Regions from separate parts of the Zea mays genome. Here region 2 is linked to region 1. Evidence: chromatin contacts called from public Hi-C data. All regions are on one chromosome and are shown on one strand. The core of a region is the stretch at or near the end of the contact, and the rest is flanking DNA. Distances in the headings are between cores, read along the strand shown.

The links. A called contact is a pair of places that touch in the nucleus more often than the background predicts.
Region 2: a contact with region 1 is called in a Hi-C map of leaf, with 2.8 times the contacts expected there. The contact joins the promoter of LOC103642138 here to the promoter of LOC103642136 in region 1. A contact is called at or near these places in 14 of 25 Hi-C or Micro-C datasets (bundle sheath, ear, endosperm and 6 more) and 1 of 3 datasets of contacts at active chromatin or transcription factors (leaf).

The regions. Positions count from the first base shown.
Region 1 is chr10:148,173,935-148,179,756 of Zm-B73-REFERENCE-NAM-5.0, forward strand. LOC103642136 (auxin-responsive protein IAA33) reads left to right here and starts at 2,834. Exons shown (of 2, transcript XM_008665444.4): 1 at 2,834-3,540; 2 at 3,618-3,991. The coding sequence starts at 3,143. The coding sequence ends at 3,798. LOC100384161 (Vacuolar cation/proton exchanger 2) reads left to right here. Exons shown (of 12, transcript NM_001176739.2): 11 at 163-256; 12 at 663-947. The coding sequence ends at 673.
Region 2 is chr10:148,325,501-148,331,322 of Zm-B73-REFERENCE-NAM-5.0, forward strand. LOC103642138 reads left to right here and starts at 3,039. Exons shown (of 12, transcript XM_035963573.1): 1 at 3,039-3,800; 2 at 4,790-4,966; 3 at 5,069-5,822. The coding sequence starts at 4,889. LOC103642140 (a long non-coding RNA gene) reads right to left here and starts at 3,312. Exons shown (of 2, transcript XR_560675.2): 1 at 3,034-3,312; 2 at 926-1,453.

The DNA of each region.
Region 1 (5,822 bases), core at 1,584-4,083:
TCCCTCGGTTCCCGTCAATAACCAGGCATTTGTGATCTCTATCCTTGAGTACTGATGTGTTTGACCAGTTATCATCTTATTTCATTTCAGAGATCTGTTTTGTATGGATCTGAGCTGCATTTGATATCTGACCCCATTTGCAATGCACTTGTTTCATCACAGGATGGCACTGCGAACTACTTGAAAGGACTTATGCTGATCCTATGTTATCTAATAGTTGCTGCCAGTTTCTTTGTTCACGTTGATCCACAATCAAGTGAGTAGGATCTTCATAGTTAGTCCCCCTTTATGCTATTTTCCTTACTCCAGTTAGTTTAGTTAATTTACTTGTCAAGAACCTCCCTTGTACTTGTTCTGTTCGTTTGTACTAGTTTAGTATACCTTCTTAATTTACTTGTCAAGAACCTTCCTTATACCTGTTCTGTTCGTTTGTGCTACTTTAGTATACTTCTCTCTTGCACACGCGTTGGCCGTTGTCTCCTGTATTGCTCATTCTCGGCTGCTTCATCTTCTTATGGGCGAGAAGTCAAATACTGAACCAGTGGCACTACATAGAGCATAGACTAGTTAATGCTAGTTTCCTTTCATATGATTTGGAACTGCCTGAACAGCCGCCATATGCTATCATCGTTAATGCAAGCATACTACTACTTTTTTTTCAGGTGAAGGCTGAAGCCATATATCCTGTAAGTAACGCGCCAAATACCTTTTGAGACTTAATAATCTTGTTTTGTTCCGCCTGTCTCAAGCCGGGTTCCTTCATGAACTGCAGAAGGAATTTTTGTATTTTGTTTTGTGGATACTGATGTGTACTAGGGTAGTCTCGATGTATACAGAAACAAGAAGTGGCAGCATGTTATATTCGATTAATTGTATGGGTTTTCTGTTTTCCTTGAAATTTAACTATTGGGCTGAATGTAAATTTGGGTATATGATTTGATGATGACAGATGCTAGATCTTTCATCATTTTTTTGTAGTTGATGATGTCTGCATAGTCACGGTTCTGCATCAATGTTTCTTTTCCTTCCCTAGTGATTGTGTACACTTTTGATGGCAGATCAATTTTATATGGCCGGTCATTGTAAAAAAAAGTCTGGTTACATCAGATTCAGGTGACAATGTCTGGTCGCTCCCTCAGCCGCCGTGGGCTTCCCCCTGCGAGGACCGCGCGCGGGGGGTAGCGTTTGCCTGGGCCGCGCTCTTCCCTGGTCGTGTGGGCCTTTTGCGTGGACCATGCGAAGATTGCGGGGAGCGCCCTGCCTGGGCCGCGCGCGGGAAGCAGTGACTGAATGGGGGGAGGGATGGAGCAGTGAAGCCGAAGCAAGCAAGCCGCCCATCCTCCCGTCCCGTGCGTCGGGCAGCCGTCGGCGTGCATTGCATGGCATGTATCCCATAAAAAATATTTGCGGCAACTAGCATAGCACAGGAGTCGCCCAGTCCGTGAACCGCAGCGCGGCGCCCGCGTCCAGTCGTCGTCCACTCCCGAAGGCCGAAGCCGTCGGGCAGCAGCTGGCAGACAGGCGAGCGACGCACGCAACCGGCGCACGTGCGGCGGACAGGTCGTCGCGCGCAGGCAGCAGAGCAGAGCAGAGCCGACCCGACCGTCCCCGGCGTGCGTGGCGCGGCCTGCGCTCCTCGGCGCCCGCCCGCCCTCGTGCACTGCTGTCTAATCTAGGAAAGATAAAAACAAGTTCCTGGGAAAGAAGCAGCTAGCAGGTGACTTTGGAGAGCAGCTAGCTAGCTAGCTAGCTGTATAGGACCGGAGTAGTACATGCATGCCGCCAGTATAGTGATAGTGTGGTAGTGGCAGGGCGAGCGTGCATGTGCGCACGCCGGCCGAAATCATCGGTCTAGAAAAACAGGCGGGCCGGCCGGGCGGGCGCACGCACGCGTACGAAGGACACTTTCGTTGTGCTGTTGCTTCGGCCGTCGCAGCTGCGCATGGATCCCCATGCATGGCATGACGATGCAGAAAACTATACAACTACTGATACTAACAGTAGCTATACGTAGCGCGTAGTAGTTACTGTGCCATTTCACGAGAATTATACTATATATGCACGCAGCCGGTACGGTCGTGGCATGGCATGGCATGTATTTCAGTCCTGCGACGGGTGTTTGTTGTGTACAGAATGGCGATCGATCGACTATATATACACACGATCGACGCTGTTCTGTCACAATATGAGTACGTACGAACGAGTCTTGAAACTCTTGATCAATGCGGCGGCCTGGCGGGCTGTACCGTCGTCAATGCGCGGAAATACATGCCCCGTAGAACCGCAACCTCACGTACGTACACGGATCGGCCGGGGGGGAGAAGTAGTCGTGCTCGTGCACCTTAAAATTTGGAGCTAACGGAGAGACGAGATCTAAGCTGCGATCGTCTCGTCGTGCAGTCGTACGTGTGCCGCTCCAGCACCGTTACTGTGTATCCCGTACGTGTGCGCGCGCGCCCATGGCGTGGGGCACGACCAGCACGCGACGACCGTCCCGGTGCGGTGAAGAGGAGAGGACGACGAGCCGAGAACGAACGAGCAAAACCCCCGGCCGGTCGTGTCAACCGGCACGCACGCATGCATGCCATGCGCAGTGCGCTCGCTCTCTGTCTCTCTCTCCATCATCCCCAGGAAAACGCGCGCCCAGGCCATCCATCCATTTCCCATGCACAGCACAGAGACAGAGCGGGTCGCCGCCGACGATCCGGCTTTGTTTACTACGTACTACTAGTATATATACTCCCATCGGAGTGCGTGTGTGTGCACCGATCGATCGCTAGCTAGCTAGCTGCGTCCTCCTTTTTCTCACTTGCAAGCAACACCCGCCCCCGCCCGCCCTTGTTTGTGTGCTGCTTACTGACAGGTCAGTTCCATCCGGCCCGTTGGGTACGTGGCTATTCGTCGGATTCAGTTGTGAACATGTTCAGCAACATGTTAACCCGGCCCACCTCCTATAAATCCATCCTCACCACCCCCAGCAGCAGCAGGCTTGCAACCCTAACAAAACACGGCTAGCCATCGGGAGAGGAAAGCGCTCTCATCACTTCCCCATCCTCATTCCTTCCTCCGTCCACACCGCAGCCACTACAGATAGATACGCCATCCGACGAGGTCAACTCAAGTCCCCCCTTCCTCCACCACGATGAGCAGCGGCGGCGCGAGCTTCGAGCAGCACGCGAATAAGCGGCGGCGGCCGCCCGCTGGGCCGCAGCGCCTGACGCTGTCGGTGCAGGACGCCGACGACGCGGCCGCGGCCGTGGTCCCGCCCGTCACCGTGGTCCTGGACGGGCGCTGCATCTGCCACCGCGTCCACCTCAACCGCCACACGGGGTACCGCAGCCTGGCGGGCACGCTCCGCCGCATGTTCGTCGACTCCGACGACGACGACTCCGACGTCCACAACCACCACCACCAGCAGCAGCAGCAGCAGCGCGGCGAGGACGACCTCGACCTCGACCTCGCCAATGCCGTCCCGGGCCACGTCGTCGCGTACGAGGACATGGAGGACGACCTCCTCCTCGCCGGCGATCTCAAGTGGAAGTGAGAGAGAATTTAATTATTAACTACTGATGTGACCACAAACTTAAAACTGGTTTTCCGTCGTTTCAAACACACAGCTCGATTTACTCTCTCGATGGTGTGCATGATTGCATCGCAGCGATTTTGTTCGCGTCGCCAAAAGGATCCGGATCATCCCTGCCAAGAAGACGACGTCGTCGTCAAGCCGCGCCAAGAAATGCGGAGGAGGAGATGTCAACCACAGCAACTAGTCGCCGGCGTCCGGCCGGGCCGGGCTAGCTTTTGTTAGACTCTCGCATGCAATTATTACTGCTAGCCGCTAGCTGCAGCTGTCGTCTACTCCATCGTTGTGTTCTTCAATTCATTCACTCAGCTCTCTCCATTATATTATACCCGGCCCCATGCATGTTGTCGTTAATTAAAGACCTATAATTAAAGCACGTACGCAAAGCAATGAACAAGGTTATGTCATGACCAGCAGCAATTCAGAATCAGCTGAGCTGATGACCGAATGATATGATCCTGTATGTGATAGCTCTCGATCTAGCTAGCGCCGGGCGCGCTCCGTGTCAAGTCGTGATCCAATCCAAGTGTGTGGCGCACGTACCGTGTCGGCTTCCAACCCCCGCGAGCCGTCAATCATGTCCTCTGTGGCTCTGCCTGACTGGTCAGCTGGAATTATTGGACCGATCACCGATGGATCGGGACTCATCCATCGATGCAGTAGCAGTAGTCCATCGATCGACGACGCGACGTGGTCCGGCCACTGACGACGGCTGACACTCTCGATCGGCGGCGCCGCGGCCCTGCCGGCGAGGACGGTTGGGATCTCCCTGTCACACGGCAACGACGTCCTTCTGGCCGGCCGTTGGCGACTCCTCCGCGCGCGAGCAGTGCAAACGAAACAGTGAAGCAGGTACCGGTAGCCATCATCGCGCGTTGTCGTGGGAGTGCAGTACTGCACGGCCGCCGCGCGCATCGATGGGAGGAGATGGATCGAACGGAATGTTGCGTGCCCGCTGACTCCGATAGATAGATCTATCTATCGCTGGTTCACTGTCACTTCTAGCTGACACGCGACAGCTAGCTGAGCCGGTCGCCGCCACCGTCACATCGCTGCTGCTGCTGCTTGCTTGCTTGCTTGCTTGCTCAGCATGCACGTTTGGCGCGCGCCCGAGCCTGAGCCTGACAGCGCCACTAGCCCGCGGCCGACCGGCGTACGTGGCCGGGGAAAGGAACGTATCCATCGTCCACACACGCCGGGTCGGTGTCGCGTTTGGAGTTGGAGTTGGGGTCCGGTCGTCGGGAGCGGATGGGACTAGACACTGCCACTGCCACTGCCACACATGATTGCGAGCAGAACCATGCCGGAATTCCATCGGCTTCGCCCGTGTATGGTTATGGTGTCCAGTCCCCGGCCCTGGCGCCATGCTCTCGTAGGTCAACGAGGTGAAGTCACCTGCGGATCGAAACGCAGGAATTCGGGGTGCCAGTTCGGTCTTCCGCGGCGGGTTCAGAGTTCTCTCTTCTCTCTACATGTGCGTCCACGCACCACGCATGCGATGCGCCCGGAAAACACACGAGCAGACTGCGCCGGTCACCAGTGCATCATCGACTCGTCATCTTTCTATCGTGGATTTTCTACCATGGATTCATGGTACTGGTGCCCATATATAGTACACAAGCCAAAAGTTGCTTTTAGGACCGGACCCGTGTCCAAAGCCATGTTAAGCTGTCAGTGTACAATGCAACGATCAGAGAGCACAGGAGGTTGGTTTGCCATGTCAGTGTCGACGGACCCGACAGTCCAGGTGCCATGCGGCCCACGCCAATCGATTGGACTGCCGAGCCAGGGAGCAGGCTTTCGCAGGGCGTGGCCCATAAACAAGCTGGGTCCTCCGTTGCCCTTTTTGTTTATGTTGTATATATTCTCAACGGCAGTCACGTCTACTAATGAGCTCTAACCAGAGTTAATTTATATATACAACGGGGGCATGGGACTGATGTAATAGAGAAGAGAGATTCATTTAAGGTTGATGTCATCGTCATTTCTCTCGTTGCACTCGTGGTGGTGCTAGCACAACGACATCGCGGCATGCGCCGCAACGCCTCATTTTCACAGGTTTGGATACCGTTGAGACGCTACGACCGACTTTGTGTTAATCAATGATAAATATGAGTGCAAGTGAATGTGATGTTTGTTGCTGGTACAAGAGGATATACGACTATTTTCATTGTATGTATTGTCACGTTCTTCTTCCACTACGTCGCCATCTAGTGATAACGATACACAATCCTTTACT
Region 2 (5,822 bases), core at 1,789-4,288, 150 kb after region 1:
TCACCTTTCCATGATTAATCTGTCATGTTTTGATTACAACAAAATTGCGCCGATCAGCAGCGAGGATAGGTGCATCATCGGTCAGGTGGAAAAGTAATCCATGACCTCGGAGTGCGGTCTGAACACAAAAAGCCTAATCCGGATAATTCTGATCATCAAGCACAATATTGACGATAATAGTATTGATCGACATATTGTACTGCTACAAAAATGAACTGCAGCAAAATGGTATAATAGAGGAACCTTAATAGCAAAACGGATCACAGGCACAAACCAGCTTCTGATTAGGAAACAATAGCAGCTGATAGCAGATCCGGTGCAACTTGAAGATGGCCCGAAGGCAGGAATGGAGGGCGGCGTAGAGAGAGCCCGCAACTGGTCAAGCGGTTCCTAGGTGGAGGCGGACATGAGTGCTAGGCAGGGGAGCGAACAGTCCCCCCAGGTCGAGGTCGAGGCGGACAGGGGCGCTAGCTCCCGATCCCAGGTCGAGGTAGTTGCGGACGCTGGCTCCCAAGACGAGGCCACCAAAGGGAAGACAACGAGACTAGGATGGAGAGGACTGGAGCAGCATCACCTGGGATGAGACGGCGACGACTCTTGGGATGGGGACACAACAGACTGCGCCTGGGATGGGGACGCGACCTCCGGGATGAAGACGAGTGACGACGCCTGGGATGGAGGAGGCACGACGGTGCCTGGGAAGACGACCGACGACAGCGCTTGGGATGGAGGTGCAACGATGCTTAGGATGGAAGAGGCACAACGACTCCCGTGATGGAGGCGGGACGGCGGCGTGCGACGGAAAAACTGGTGGGATCAGAGGGCGGGAGTAACCCTAACGTGCTTTGATACCATGTTACGTACCTCACAGGATGAATGGTAACCAGGTCCTCCTAGGTCTGTAGGATATATAGAAACAGTAATATGGGCCTTAACAGAAGCTAGTAAACATAAATCATAGTAGAAAAAACATTGGATGTGTACAGTATAATAAAGACAGAGATGCAGTAGAGAGGGAACTTCTAAGGCAATTATCTAGAAAAATAAAGAGCAACACATTGCTTATTAGTCAACAGTGCATGTAGGCCATACTGAAGAAAGAAGCACCTGAACAACAAACAAGGAGCAAGTAGAAGAACGTCTTTTCTGGAGCCGGTGTGGGAGCCGAGCAAGCTTGGTCACATCAACCAACTGGATCTCTGTCGTCTTGGAGAGGCCCACCTCTCCCAGCGCAAACATCACCTCCTCCTAAGGCTGAGCTCCCCAAAGATCTCCAGTCTCCACAGCCTCAACCCTCTTCCCCTGCTGCAGGTGCCGCGAGCACCATCGATGCCTCTTTGCCTTCTCCCTCAAGGGAGGCTTCGGGGAAACAAGCCAGGAGTAATCCTCGAGGTGGCAACAAGGCAGGCTTGCTTGGCACCGCACTACAAGTCATCAAAGGGGTGTCTTTTACCTAATTTCAAAATGAGAGGGGTCAAATTGGTCGTTGTCCCTAATTAATGCTTGCCCACAACCTAAAAGCTCGGACATCTTCAATCCTTTTACTTTGAGCTTCTGTTTTGTCATGCAATGAATTCAAATTCATGTACAGGTTCTTGTGTAGCTTCAGGAAGGCACACCCGTATTTCCACTTGTCACAGTAAATGTTATGTTTTGACATGTAGCTAATGATCTCCATCACCCTCGGAAAATATCCACCTTTAAGAAAATTCAAAACCAAGCTATCAAGCAAGTCCCTAAACAAATCTAGCTCTCCATATTCATGTCTGCGCTTTATTTCTCCCCACAACATGGTGACCTCCCTATGCATGTCCATTGAAGAATAACCACACAACATATGACAAAAAGTATGAGATGTGGGTCTGATATTTTGCTCTCTCATACACTTACATGTGCAGACAACATCTTCCATCATTTTTGCCTTGCAGAAGAAAAGAACCGAATTATTGAGCTCTAATGCTAAGTGCTCTCCAGGGATGTAATGTTTAATTTCATCAGCCAAAGCAGCAAACAAAGATGAACCACTGAAGGACATTTCATATTTCACTACTTTGGCAATATAATTGATGGTGTGTTCTCTGGCTAAGATGTAAATGTAAATGTAACACACCAATTCCAAGCTAAGATAAAGCCCCTAACCAAAATCTGTTAGGTGTGTTCTCTGGATCGGTCAAGGAGACCGAGCCCGACTACTACCCGATCGGGGGCGCAACCCTATTACTGGTTGTGGCGCCCGGTCACAAACGCTATATAAACCAATGGCAGGGCCAGCACAGAAACCAACGCTTTCAGCTTCTTGAAACCCTAACCACCACAGTCCATGGTCATGATCACCTTTCTAGAGCCCTAGTGACTAGGTCCAATCCATGACGTCGGTAGAGTCCAGTGCATGGTTTTTAAAGTGGTATGGAGAGAAGGCGTTGGACCGGTGCCTGGACGCCTAGGCGGCACCTAGGAAAGGTAGGCGTCCAACTCGCCTAGGCGTTGGACCACCGCCGGGATGCCTAGGCGACGCCTTTAAAACAGTGTTCCAGTGCCCCCACTGCATCGGCCACAGATATGCCATCCCAGATTCCTAACACACAAAGAGAAGGACTCCTAGACCGACTAGACGCCGGCGCTCCCACACCCGACACGACAGTGACGACCAGCGCCGCACTCTACCTCGGCCCCGAAGGCACTACTTCTCCCCTTCTCTTTCTCTTGGTACTAGATCCAACTAGAACACCTCTATTATTAAGAATCTGGACGAACATAGGGGAATTTAGTGAGATCCTAGGTTGAACCTACAAAATCCACATATTCTACGCTACAACTCATCATGAGATAATTGAATTTTTGCAACTCACAATGTTGTCTTCTTGTTATAATTACCACTGTGTTTATAAATTATAGGTCCAGCTGAGTTTATGAAATGTAGGTCTGATGACAATTTTATAAACCTGTTTCTTATGTCAAATATTAGAATCTCTCAATCATCAGACGGGGATGTTTTTTTAACGAAAGGGGCACGGATATGTTAAGCAAACTTACCCTTAAAATTAGCACACCAGAGCAGCGCAGATTTAGAGGACCGATGACGGTGCTGGAAGATTAGCGTATAGGTAGAGCCGTGAACGACAGGGACGGCGACAGAGAGAACAGGGACGCGCCGGCAATGGATGGCGGCGTCGGCTCGCGGGACTGGTCGAGCGCTTGCGCTCGTCTGCAGCTCGGCGCCCGCTGTTTGTGCTTGGGTCGGTCGTCGGCCACCGCCCGGCGCCGCCTGGTCGAGGCGAGACGCCGCCAGACGGGGGACCTACTGTGTGCTATGGTTATTGGTTAGGCAGCGCGTTGGGCTTTGTCTAGTTTGGGCCTTCAATTCAGTGTCTAGGTAGTAAAAAAAAGTTTTGGGCCTCTACACAGGGAGGCTAACCGTTGGTCCGTCGTCTCCGCTCCTGCCGACACCGGCACACCGCCGCCTCCATGAGGCACAACACCGCTCGCAGTGACTCGATCCCTGCCGCCGCAGCCTGCTGATTGCCCGCAGGCCATCGCCCTGCCCGATCCTGTCTCCCTGATCCCTCCACCGGTGCGATGCCCTCTGCCCTCGGCAGACGGCAGCTCATCTCGAGTGCTCCCTTCTCGCCCACCACGGCCGTGCTCGCGTAGCCCGGCCGGCGTCACCACCGGAAAGGTGTAGGCGGGAGCACCCGCGCCGTGCTGCACCGCCCGTCCGCTCCGGGCCCCAGTTGTCTGGCGGCCGTAGCTCTGGTCCGTCGGTTGGACCTTCAAGGTTGCACTCTTATTCGCCTGCTCTGGTACACTTGCAATCTACAATTCCATACATTTCCCATTTCATATTCCAATTGTCTGTTGTGTGTGGAATTCCAATGGCACTGTCTGCCCCAGTTCATTCACCTTTATATATGGTGGTGCCAATAGTGCCGTAGGTGTACAGTCGGGTGTGGGAGTGCCGGCGTCTAGCTGGTCTAGGAGTCCTTCTCTTTGTTTGTTAGGAATCTGGGATGGCACATCGGTGGCCGGTGCAGTGGGGGCACTGGACCACTGTTTTAAAGGTGTCTTCTAGGCGTCCAGGCGGTGGTCCAACACCTAGGCGACTTGGGCACCTACCTTTCCTAGGCGCCGGCGCGCCGCCTAGGCGTTCAGGCAGCGGTCCAACGCCTTGTATCGCCATACCACTTTAAAACCATGCACTGGACTCTACCGACGTCATGGATTGGACCTAGTCACTAGGGCTCTAGGAAGGTGATCGTGACCTTGGACTGTGGTGGTTAGGGTTTCAGGAAGCTGGAAGCGTTGGCTTCTGTGCTGGCCCTGCCATTGGTTCATATAGCGTCTGTGACCGGGCGCCATAACCAGGAATAGGGTTGCACCCCTGATCAGTAGTTAGGGATTGAGTCGGGCTCGGTCTCCTTGACCGAGCCAGAGAACACACCTAACAGATTTTGGTTAGGGGCTTTATCTTAGCTTGGAATTGGTGTGTTACATTTACATCGATATGCGTGTGGGAATGGATATATTCATTGTTTCGGTAGACAGTGATGACGGATTCACTTATGTTATCCTGAAATCAAATTAGAGCCTGATATGCTTTTTTTGGTTAAACTTAAGGTATTATGAGACCTTTGTGTTTTGGCCATTTTCTACTTATGTACCAAACCAAAATGAATCTATAGCTGTATGCTAGCCGGTTTACCAAATTATGTATTGAATTATTCAGCTTTACAGCAGTGCATTTTTACTTGTATGGAATGTGATGGACTTATGGTGTTCACTTGTTCTACAGCACTGCCTTTCACCCCTATATACTTTTCCTGGATCCGCCACCGCCCACCCTTCCGTCGTTTTGCCCTTCCGTTTCACTTACTGGAGCACACTGCCTCGAATGAGGAGGTTATTTCTGGCGTGCTGCCGCTACCTGCAGTTCACATCTGTCCCTGATGCTATCAGAGCTACTTCACCTGTAAGAAAACACTGCTTGAAAACAGTTTGCGGTATACTTAATTGTGCACAGTTCACTTTGCTTTAGTGGTCAATAATTTGAATGCTTCTGTTCCTGTTTCAGGTTAACAATGTCTACGGGTCATGGAGGAGGTATATCTTCACAAACGCTGATAAGGTTCTACCATGGGAGGCGCCATCCCGTGAAATTCTGTTGAGGAAGATAAATTGTGCTATGAAGGATGGGAATGTTGAAGAGGCGCTGCAATCTTTGAGCAATTACAAGAAGCTTCACGGTCTTCCTGAGCCGCGGGTACTGAATAGTATAATTGTGTCGCTGTCCTACATGTCTAGTAGGAGGTGGCTTCAGAGGGCATTTGACATGGTTCTCTCAGTTTATCAAATTAATAGAAATCTTCTCAATTGTGGCTCACTGATGAGGCTAGCATTGGCGCTCGCAAGAGATCAGATGCCTATCCCGGCCTCCACAGTCCTGAGGATAATACTAGAGAGTAGAAAGCTTCCCGATGTTGATATGCTGACCATGTCGTTTCTGCATATGTTGAAGTCACAGGTAGGCTCCTACCTTGCCACTGATGTTCTGATTGAGACTTGCGAGAGCTTTTTGGACCAAGTTACAGATAGGCGGGAGATGAAAAAACTGGACCCAATAAAAAACAATGCCACCTTGTTCAATATGGTTTTGGAGTCATGTGTGACCTTTAAATGCATTATCAAGGCCCAGAAAATAATGGAACTGATGTCATTGATCGGAGTTGTGGCCGATGTAAATACAGTGGTGATGGCTAGCCGTGTCTTTGAGATGGTTGGGCAACGGGATGAGTTGATACATATGAAAAGAAGCATCGATTCTTTAA